3 separate regions of the Mus musculus genome follow, and regions 2 and 3 are each linked to region 1. Evidence: chromatin contacts called from public Hi-C and HiChIP or PLAC-seq data. All regions are on one chromosome and are shown on one strand. Each heading gives the region's core, a stretch centred on a gene start, on an enhancer-like site or on the middle of the called end of the contact. The rest is flanking DNA. Distances are from core to core; before and after follow the strand shown.

Region 1 (2,707 bases), core at 190-2,689:
AGCTTAACATTGAACAGCAGATGTGTCTGCTGTATGTTATGTGATTTAGGGACAGAGACCAAATGTTGAATGTATGGGTGGCATGAGAATTCGCGTGGTAGCGGAACCGCAGCCTGGACTTCCGGTCCTCTAGCCCGCCGGCGCAGCAGTGCATGCGCAGATTCCCCGTCCTCGAATATTCCTCCGTTCCGCGGTTTCTCCGCCTCGACACGCCCCCCCTGCCGTTCAATGACCGGGGATTGGAAACCCGTGCCGTCAGTCACTGGCCAGCGGGCGGGGCTTCCTACCATCTCATGTCAGTGCAGTTGCTGTCATGGCCTTGCCTCAGCTCCTTTATTCACGGGAATCCCCCTGCCTCACTCTCACACCCGCTGTCATCCCCCGCCCCGTGCCTCAGCTGCAGACAGTGATTCCGTTTCCCGCTCCCGCTTCGCTCCTCAGCCGCCGCCGCAGAGGGGCTCCCGCCGCCCACTGGAAGCCTCTCCGTGCCGTCAGTCACGGTGCCATTCGGTACGACCGGAAACAGCGAGCAGGACGGGGCACGCATGAGGCGAAGCTTCCTGACTGGACTGCATCTCCCATCAACCCCTGCGGCCGCAGCAGACCGATCGGACTTCCTGTCCGGGCCGGAGGCACATCCTGTCTGGCGCAGAAAGTTATGGTTCAATAATTCTAGTGCATGCTGGGAGTTGTAGTTACTTCCCTCCTCGCGCGGGATCTCCTGTTTGCCACAGGAAGTGAGGTGGCGGTAGCCCCTAGGCATGCTAGGAGTCGTAATTCTGTCCCAGTCCCGGGTTTGGGTCCTCTGAGCCCCGCGAGGTTTTTCTCTGATTGGCGAGCACAGCTCAGTGGGCGGAGACGGTGATTGACAGGCGGAGGGGGCGGCTACATCACTGCGTTTGTTTATATATTGAGAAAAGAAAAATAAAGCGCAAGCCCCTGCCTCAGTCAAGGCCAAGCGGGCGGGGCTTCCTGCTGCGTACCGGAAGTCTCTCTCCTGTTGTCTCAGGTCCGTGCAGTCACGGTCATCCCCCTGCCTCAGTTCCTTCCTTACTCACAGGAATCCCCCTGCCTCACTCTTACACCTGCTGTAAATTCCGCCTCAGCTGAAGACAGACAGTGAATTCGGTTCCTGAGCCCGCTTCCGCGTTCTGACTCCTGTGACGTCAGAGCCGGCATCATCGAGGTGTGCGCGCACTGCCACGCCCACTGACGTAGACTTTGACGCCGAGGCCGGGGTTTCCCCGTCCCAACGGTAACTGCCGCGACCCATGCGCCCCGGTCGCTCGGTGACCCCAATGTCAGTCAGACGCCTCCGTTCCCACAGCCGCCGTGACGTGGTAGGTCACAGCCGCTGCCGACACGTCTTTATGTCACACCCACTACACCTAGATCACGCCCACACGGCTTTAATGCTGTTCCCACTACACTCAAGCCACACCCATTACACTCAGGCCAAGCCTACACAGCTTCATGCCCTGCCCAATACTCTCAGGCCACTACTACAGGACTTTAGGCCCCGCCCACAACACTCAGGCTATGCCCACAGGGCTTTATGCCTCTTCCACACATCCTTAGGCAACTCACACACATCTTTAGGACACTCACATCTTTTGGACACTTCCACTATACTCAGGCCCCTCCCACACAACGTTAGGCCCTCCCAGTACACTCAGCCCCCTCCCACACATCTTTAGGCCCTCCCACTACACTCAGGCCCCTACCACACTTTTTTAGGCCACTCCTACACATCTTTAGGACCCTCTCACTACACTCAGGCCCCTCCCACACGTCTTTATGACACTCCCACACATCTTTAGGACCCGCCCACTATACTCAGGCCCCTCCCACACATTTTAGGACACTCCCACACATCTTTAGGACCTTCCCACTACATTCAGGCCCCTCCCACACATCCTTAGGATCCTCCCACTACACTCAGGCTCCTCTCACACATCTTTAGGACACTTACATAGTCAGAACACGCCCCCAAATTTACATATACATTTACATAGACAGTTAGAACACGCCCCCAAATTTACAGAGACAGAACACACCTCAAATTAGGCCCGCCCAGACACTTTTAGGCCACTCCATAACATCTTTGGGCCCGCCCAGACATCTTTAGGCCACTCCCACACATCTTTAGGCCTGCCCACACATTGGTAGGCCCGCCCACATAGACATTTACATAGACACTGAGAACATGCCCACAAATTTACAGAGATATTTATGTAGACATTTACATAGTTACTCAGAACACAACCACAAATACACATAGACATTTACATAGACAGCGAGGACACATCCACAAATTTACATAGACATTTACATAGTCACTGAGAAGGACTGGCTGACTTCTGAATCTTTTTTTTGTTTCTTCATGTTAGGTTTGAGGAGGACACCCTACCCACGTGGCTATCCTCAGTTGCGAGTCACTGTGGGAATTATCCCAGTTGTCTTTTGGTCTTTTCATATATGTAAATGTATTTATAAATGCACATACAAATGATATGTAATTGTATATGCAATGTGCACGCAAGTGTACATGTAAATGCATATGTGAATAAGCAAATATGCAAATGATATTCATGCCCATGCTTTCAAATGCCACGCCCACCCTCATTTAGGCCATGCCCATGCAGCTTCAGAACATGCCCACCCTCCTTTAGGCCAAGCACACTACTCTGAGACCACGCCCATCCTC
Region 2 (2,700 bases), core at 63-2,562, 1.0 Mb before region 1:
GAGGCCAGCCAGGAACCTGTGGAGAGAGGGGGAGGGGGATGAGGAGAGAGGGAGAAAGGGGTCAGGGAGGGAAGAGAGTCAGAGAGAGTAAGAATGTCTTCCTGTGGGGTCATGCTCTCCCCTTCAGCTTCTTCAATCCTTCCCCTAATTCAAACATAGGGGTCCCCGACTTCAGTCCAATGGTTGGGTGTAAGTATCTGCATCTGTCTCAGTCAATGCTATGAATTTTTAAATTAAGCATATGGGGCAGTGGCATGGTTCATCTGTAAAGCACTTGCCTAGCCATTGTGAGGCCCTGGGTTTCATCTGCAGCATTGTAAAAGACATAATTAAACCTGCACCTGACTTATGCAGGTTGGAGATATGAATAGACTCCAGGAGAAAATGACCTACATTCTTTCTGCCGCTTGTGTTTCCTCTTAAAAAGATCAGCTAAACACGGGAAGCTCTGGGCACATATATCACCTTAATTTTGTTGTCATCTTGGTCTACATAGCAAGACTGTTTCAAACAACCACCAACCAACCAATATACAGCACAAAAAATTAAGGGGCTGGGGAGGTGTCTTAATAGATAAAGTACAATTGTAAAGATCTGAGTTTGATCCTGAGTACCTACATTAAAAAAAAAAAATTGCTGGGTGTGTTGGTCACACCTGTAACCCCAGAACTGCCAGCCAGTGAGGTGTTTGTGGGGCAGACAGAAGGATTTTCTGAGATGCTTGACAGCTAGCAGAAATGGTTACCCCAGGTCCAGTAGTTAGACCCTGTCTTAAAATAAGTTCCAGAGCAATAGAGATAGACTCAGTGTCAACCTCTGGTCTCTGCACACAGGAGTGTTGGGCACATGAGACACACTGACACACAAAGGGAGGATAAGGATGGTCAGACGCCTCCGCAGGTAAAACTACTACTACTTCTAAAACACTGCAGCTACACCATCTGTGAAAGATGGAAAAACACCCCCAGATCAAGCGTTCTCCTTCACCCACTGGTAAAAAAAAAATCACGTGTCAGGGGAAATTGCGTGTAAATACATCACGTCTACAGTTCACGTACTTACATACTTAAGAAGATACGTGCCCGAGGGCATGCACGTGCTCCTGGGATAGAATACTTTGCATACTACACTCTTGCTCAAAAGCCAGCTTTTATAGCAAGATCTCATAGCCCAGTGCCCACCAGCGTTCTGCGCCGCGGGGCTTGGACACGGGCGCCCCCTTGCGGCCCCTCTCGGTCACCGCATTGCCCCGCCCTCCGTGCGCAAACGAGCTAGCCCGCGCACGCCTGCGCACTCACAGGCCTTTTACGACGCCATCAAGGAGTTCCGCTGACCCGCCCGCAGCACAGTTCCGGTTGAGACCTTTCCCCGCCCGAGAACCTTCTCCGGCGCGCTCGGGCCTCGTCTTTTTTTCTGTGCGTCCGGAGCAGCGTTCCCGGGTCAGTCTGCTTTGGGTTTCCCCTGGGGGTGATGCGGGTTCCGCGGTCCCGGCCGGGCGTCCTAGAGCAGCCCAGTCGAGCATTCTGCACGGTTCCTTTCCCCAGCTGGGGAGCCGGACGGTCCATCCTAATCTCCCAAGACCTGGCCCGTGGGACATGCTTTGTAGGGGAGGGTTGTCGGCTCCAATCCATTCTCCAGAAGCCATGAAGGCTTCACCTGGTGGTCTCCATTCACTGTTGTGACTCCCGGCTGCCGGCACGGGAGGCCCAGAGGCTCTCACCGCTTCCTCCTGCCTCCTCCACTAGTGTCCCCATCATCCGTGCAGTTTTCTAGAGACTTTGTGGGAGTATGAGTTCCGACGGGATCTCTTTTAGAGTTAAGGGTCACCGTGGAAACGGCTTCCTTCATGACAAATAGACACTTCCGCCGCTCCCCAACCTCATGTTACAGGGTTGGGAATTTTTTGCACCCCCTCCTGGCTTGGCCTTGGCTCACCGGTGTCCCTTACTGTCACATACTTTTCTAGCTTTCCTGGAGGGGTTGGGCAGGAAGGTCTCTAGGGTAGTCAGAGCTGGAGCACATGCCGGCTAGGGAAAACATAATTGACTGTCCTTTGTCCCCTCTCCATTCACCAATGTCCCGCCCCCGCTTTAAAGACAGAGTGTATTAGTGCTTTTCTCCTTCTTGTTGTGGTCATATATACCCGACAAAAGCAACCAGAAGAAGGAAAGGTCTGTTTATTCGGCTATTGACACATGGTTTCAGGAGCATGAGGCCGCTGGCATTGCATCCACAGTCGAATGCTGGCGCCAAGATCACTTCCTTCTTTTTACCTTAGGGTGGTGATGCCTGTATTCATACTGGGTCTTCCCTCTGGAAATCCAGAGACGTGTTTTCATGGTGATTCTAAATCTAGGTCGTGAAGACGAACCATTGCACAGGGTCTCACTGTGCTCTAGGCAGTCCTGGAACTCACCCGGGCTGGCCACTTTCTGCCATCTTACTGCCTCAGTCTCTGGAGTGCTGGGGCTGCAGGTGTGCTCCTCCAGTTTTGTGGCCTCTCTGTATTCCACCTTTTTGATTGATTGATTGACTAATTAAATTTTTTTGAGACAGTTTCTCTGTGTAACAGCTCTGGCTGTCCTCAGTCTCACAGAGATGCCTCTGCTTCCTGAGTGCTGGGATTAAAGGTGTGCATTCATCATGTGTGGCACCTTAAGTTTTAACCATTCCCCTGCCACATGCCAGCTTCTTAAAAAT
Region 3 (2,741 bases), core at 204-2,703, 1.3 Mb before region 1:
GGCCACATTTGAGAACTCACAAGAGTTTCATGCTAAGAGACCACTCACTCAGTTCCAGTGTGGAGCCAAGTTTAAACCCTTCTTCTGCTCACCTTTTCAGGTACTGGTGTACCCATCCTGGTAGGAGTGAAGATAGTCTATATTCATTCCTATTATTAAGTGTGTATGTGTGTGTGCACATGTGTGCATATGTGTGCGTGTACCTGTATGTGTATTTGTTTGTGTGTGTATATATATGAATGTATATATGCAGGTGGCTGTGGGTATGTGCGTTTGTCTGTATATGAATATGTGCTTGTGTGTGCAACTGTCTGGGGTATGTGTGTTTGTCTGTGTGTGGATATGTGCGTGTGTGTGCATGCAATTGTGTTGGGTGCCTATAGAGGTCAGAAGGGGCACAGGACCTTCTATAGCAGAAATTAAGCAGTTATGAGCCACCCAGTGTAGGTGTTGGGAACTGAACTCAGGTCCTCTAGAAGACTAGCAAGCACTCCTAACCACTGAGCCATCTCTCCAGCCCTGCGCATACCTCTTGCCTTCTATTTAAACCTACATCTAATACCAGGTCTCTAAGGATGGACTTGGAGGGGAGAGGTGGGAGGAGCAGGGGGCCGTTTGGTCCTCTTACAGGTGCAGCAACCCTGAATAGATACATTTTTTCTACTTCTCACTGTTGTTTGCCCTGGTTGCCTAGACTTCCTCTGAAGACTGGGCTGGCCTCAGATTCAGAGGTGCGCCTGTCTCTGCCTGCCCAGTGGGATTGAAGGCGTGCACCACCACATGCACTTATTTTTGAGACAATGTCTCTCACTGAACCTGGAACACTGGATCAGACTGGGTAGCCTGCCCTTCCCTGGGATTCTCCTATCTGCCAGCTCAGTACTGGAGTTCTCACAGGTGGCCTTACCACACCCTGACTTTATTTAGTCAGGTGGGGGTGGGGAACTAAAATCAATTCCACTTGCTTGCACAGCAAGCACTTGACCCTTTGAGCCATTTCCTCGACTGACTTTCTTAGAATGAGTCGCTGAATCTGGTTTGTTAGGAGACTGCCAGGACTCAAGCTCTAACCTTAACAGCTCTGGTAACAGTGCGTTAGTTGAAGAAGTGGAGTTAGCGGTAGTGGCAGTATTTACACCGGGAAAACAGACAGATACCAAGCAGAATGATCGCTGGTAGACATTTACAAACCCAGCGTTCAGCTCCACATGTTTCCATGGGTCCACACACCCACATATGTGTCTGTCCCCATGTGTGTTCCAGCGTGTGTCTGTCTAGAGACATGTGACTTGCATGTCCCATGTGTCTCTGTTTGTGTGCCCGAGTGTTAGGGTGAGGCCCTCACACCCCGTTCCTCTTCAGCAGTTGGCGCCACAGGAAGCTGCCGGGTGGGGGTTCAGTGCTGCTGCCTCCCCTCCCCTCCCCTCGTGGGAGGCTTTACATTCTTTACTTTACTTCCCCGTGACGCCTACGGCAGGTACAGGCTGAGGGTGGACTCCCAGATCCTCATAACCCACCTCCATTTGTTTTCTCCTCTCCTTGCTGACCCCTGCTGCCTGCTGCTCAATATTGATGAAGACAACCATAAAAAGCCGGTGGCTTAGAAAGAGGAAACTGGGCAGAGTTGAGCCACTCTGTGGTTAGCCTGGCTCATGTGTCCCTTGAAACCCTGGTTGTGTGACATGGGAGCTGCAAGAGCTGTTAACAAAGCCAGTTACCTACCTGAGCAAGAATCGGGAACTCATGGGTGAGTGACTATCTTGAAGAGTGGTGGGCACTTCGGGATCTGCACGTCTGAGAGTCTGTGAGGCAGGAGATTGACTCCTATAGCCGGGACACAACAGTAAGAGAGTGGGGCAGCTGTTTGCACTGCAGAGATCAGGAATCCTAAAATGACCCTGGAGGGTGCTGGGGAGATAGCTCAATTGATAGGGTGCTTGCTTAGCATGGGCAAAGTCCTGGGTTTCATCCCCAGCACTGCATAAGTCAAAGCTGGGTGTTGTACGCTGTCAAGCATCACTTGGGAGATGGAGGCAGGAGGATTAGAGGTTTAGGTTATCCTCAGCTACATAGGGAGTTCAGAGGCCACCTGGTCTAGAGGAGACCTATGATGGAGTCTGAAGGAACCTTTTGTAAGCAAAGCCTGTGTGGGGACGGAGGAGTAGGGGGCCAGGGATGAGGGAGGAAGTCTAAGCGCCTTTTCAGCAGGTGTCCGTGTTTTGCCTTGTTCTGTTTTGTTTTGCTTTTGAATCTGGGTCTCACCATGCAGTCCAGGCTTGCCTCCAACTCCCAGCATTCCTACTTGTGCCTCCCCAGTTCTGGGGTAACAGGTATGCACGCATACCACCACACTGCAGCTTGACCTCTTCACCTTTCAAAGCATTGGCTCTGGGGTTTTGTTCAGCCTTGCCTGACACAGACTTGGAGAATCCTGTCTGCAAAGCAAAATTTTAAGGCTGACATCTGCTGAAAAGCCGATCTTTCCAGGTCTTCCAAATGGGGACCACCCTCTGCTCAATAGCCCTCCAGCTGTAGGCCCTTAACCCTGGGGAGTCACTGGTGGCTCCCTTTGTGGCCCAGTTTGAGGAACCTCCCACAACAACTGCCGGAATGGAGTGAGGTGAGGAGGCAGGCTGTGGTTTGTACCAGGCACACCCAAGACTACAGTTTCCTCAGTTTCTGTTGACTTTGTGCACTCTCGGGTGTAGGAAGGCGACCCCTGGAGCCATGTATCAGTGGAT

Evidence for each region. A called contact is a pair of places that touch in the nucleus more often than the background predicts. HiChIP or PLAC-seq counts read pairs in DNA pulled down with a chosen protein or histone mark.
Region 2: a contact with region 1 is called in an H3K27ac HiChIP or PLAC-seq map of regulatory T cells, with 4 times the contacts expected there. The contact joins the promoter of Trappc5 here to the enhancer-like site in region 1. A contact is called at or near these places in 4 of 39 promoter capture datasets (the C10 cell line, hippocampal neurons, liver and 1 more), 8 of 484 Hi-C or Micro-C datasets (CD4 T cells, CD8 T cells, muscle stem cells and 3 more), 10 of 115 datasets of contacts at active chromatin or transcription factors (T-cell acute lymphoblastic leukemia, Th17 cells, astrocytes and 7 more) and 3 of 9 other capture datasets (adipose tissue, embryonic stem cells and liver).
Region 3: a contact with region 1 is called in a Hi-C map of CD8 T cells, with 9 times the contacts expected there. The contact joins the promoter of Arhgef18 here to the enhancer-like site in region 1. A contact is called at or near these places in 3 of 484 Hi-C or Micro-C datasets (CD4 T cells, CD8 T cells and memory CD8 T cells) and 2 of 115 datasets of contacts at active chromatin or transcription factors (double positive thymocytes and lineage negative bone marrow cells).

What each region holds. Positions count from the first base shown.
Region 1 is chr8:4,677,227-4,679,933 of GRCm38.p6, forward strand. Gm6410 (a long non-coding RNA gene) reads left to right here. Exons shown (of 2, transcript XR_378684.4): 1 at 1-1,340. Among named protein-coding and RNA genes, the nearest start is that of Gm6410, 3.7 kb to the left of the region's middle. Within about 2 kb of position 1,440, at least 411 of the 459 cell types and tissues checked have an H3K27ac peak or open chromatin away from gene starts, as enhancers often do. A contact at or near this core is called in CD8 T cells, T-cell acute lymphoblastic leukemia, Th17 cells and 15 more, where this site is marked.
Region 2 is chr8:3,675,165-3,677,864 of GRCm38.p6, forward strand. Trappc5 (trafficking protein particle complex 5) reads left to right here and starts at 1,313. Exons shown (of 2, transcript NM_025701.4): 1 at 1,313-1,439. Gm45231 (a long non-coding RNA gene) reads right to left here and starts at 1,235. Exons shown (of 2, transcript XR_870093.2): 1 at 1,063-1,235.
Region 3 is chr8:3,351,984-3,354,724 of GRCm38.p6, forward strand. Arhgef18 (rho/rac guanine nucleotide exchange factor (GEF) 18) reads left to right here and starts at 1,454. Exons shown (of 29, transcript NM_001370668.1): 1 at 1,454-1,747. The coding sequence starts at 1,744. It overlaps Gm30369 (a long non-coding RNA gene), which reads right to left. Exons shown (of 5, transcript XR_870091.2): 3 at 1,723-1,824.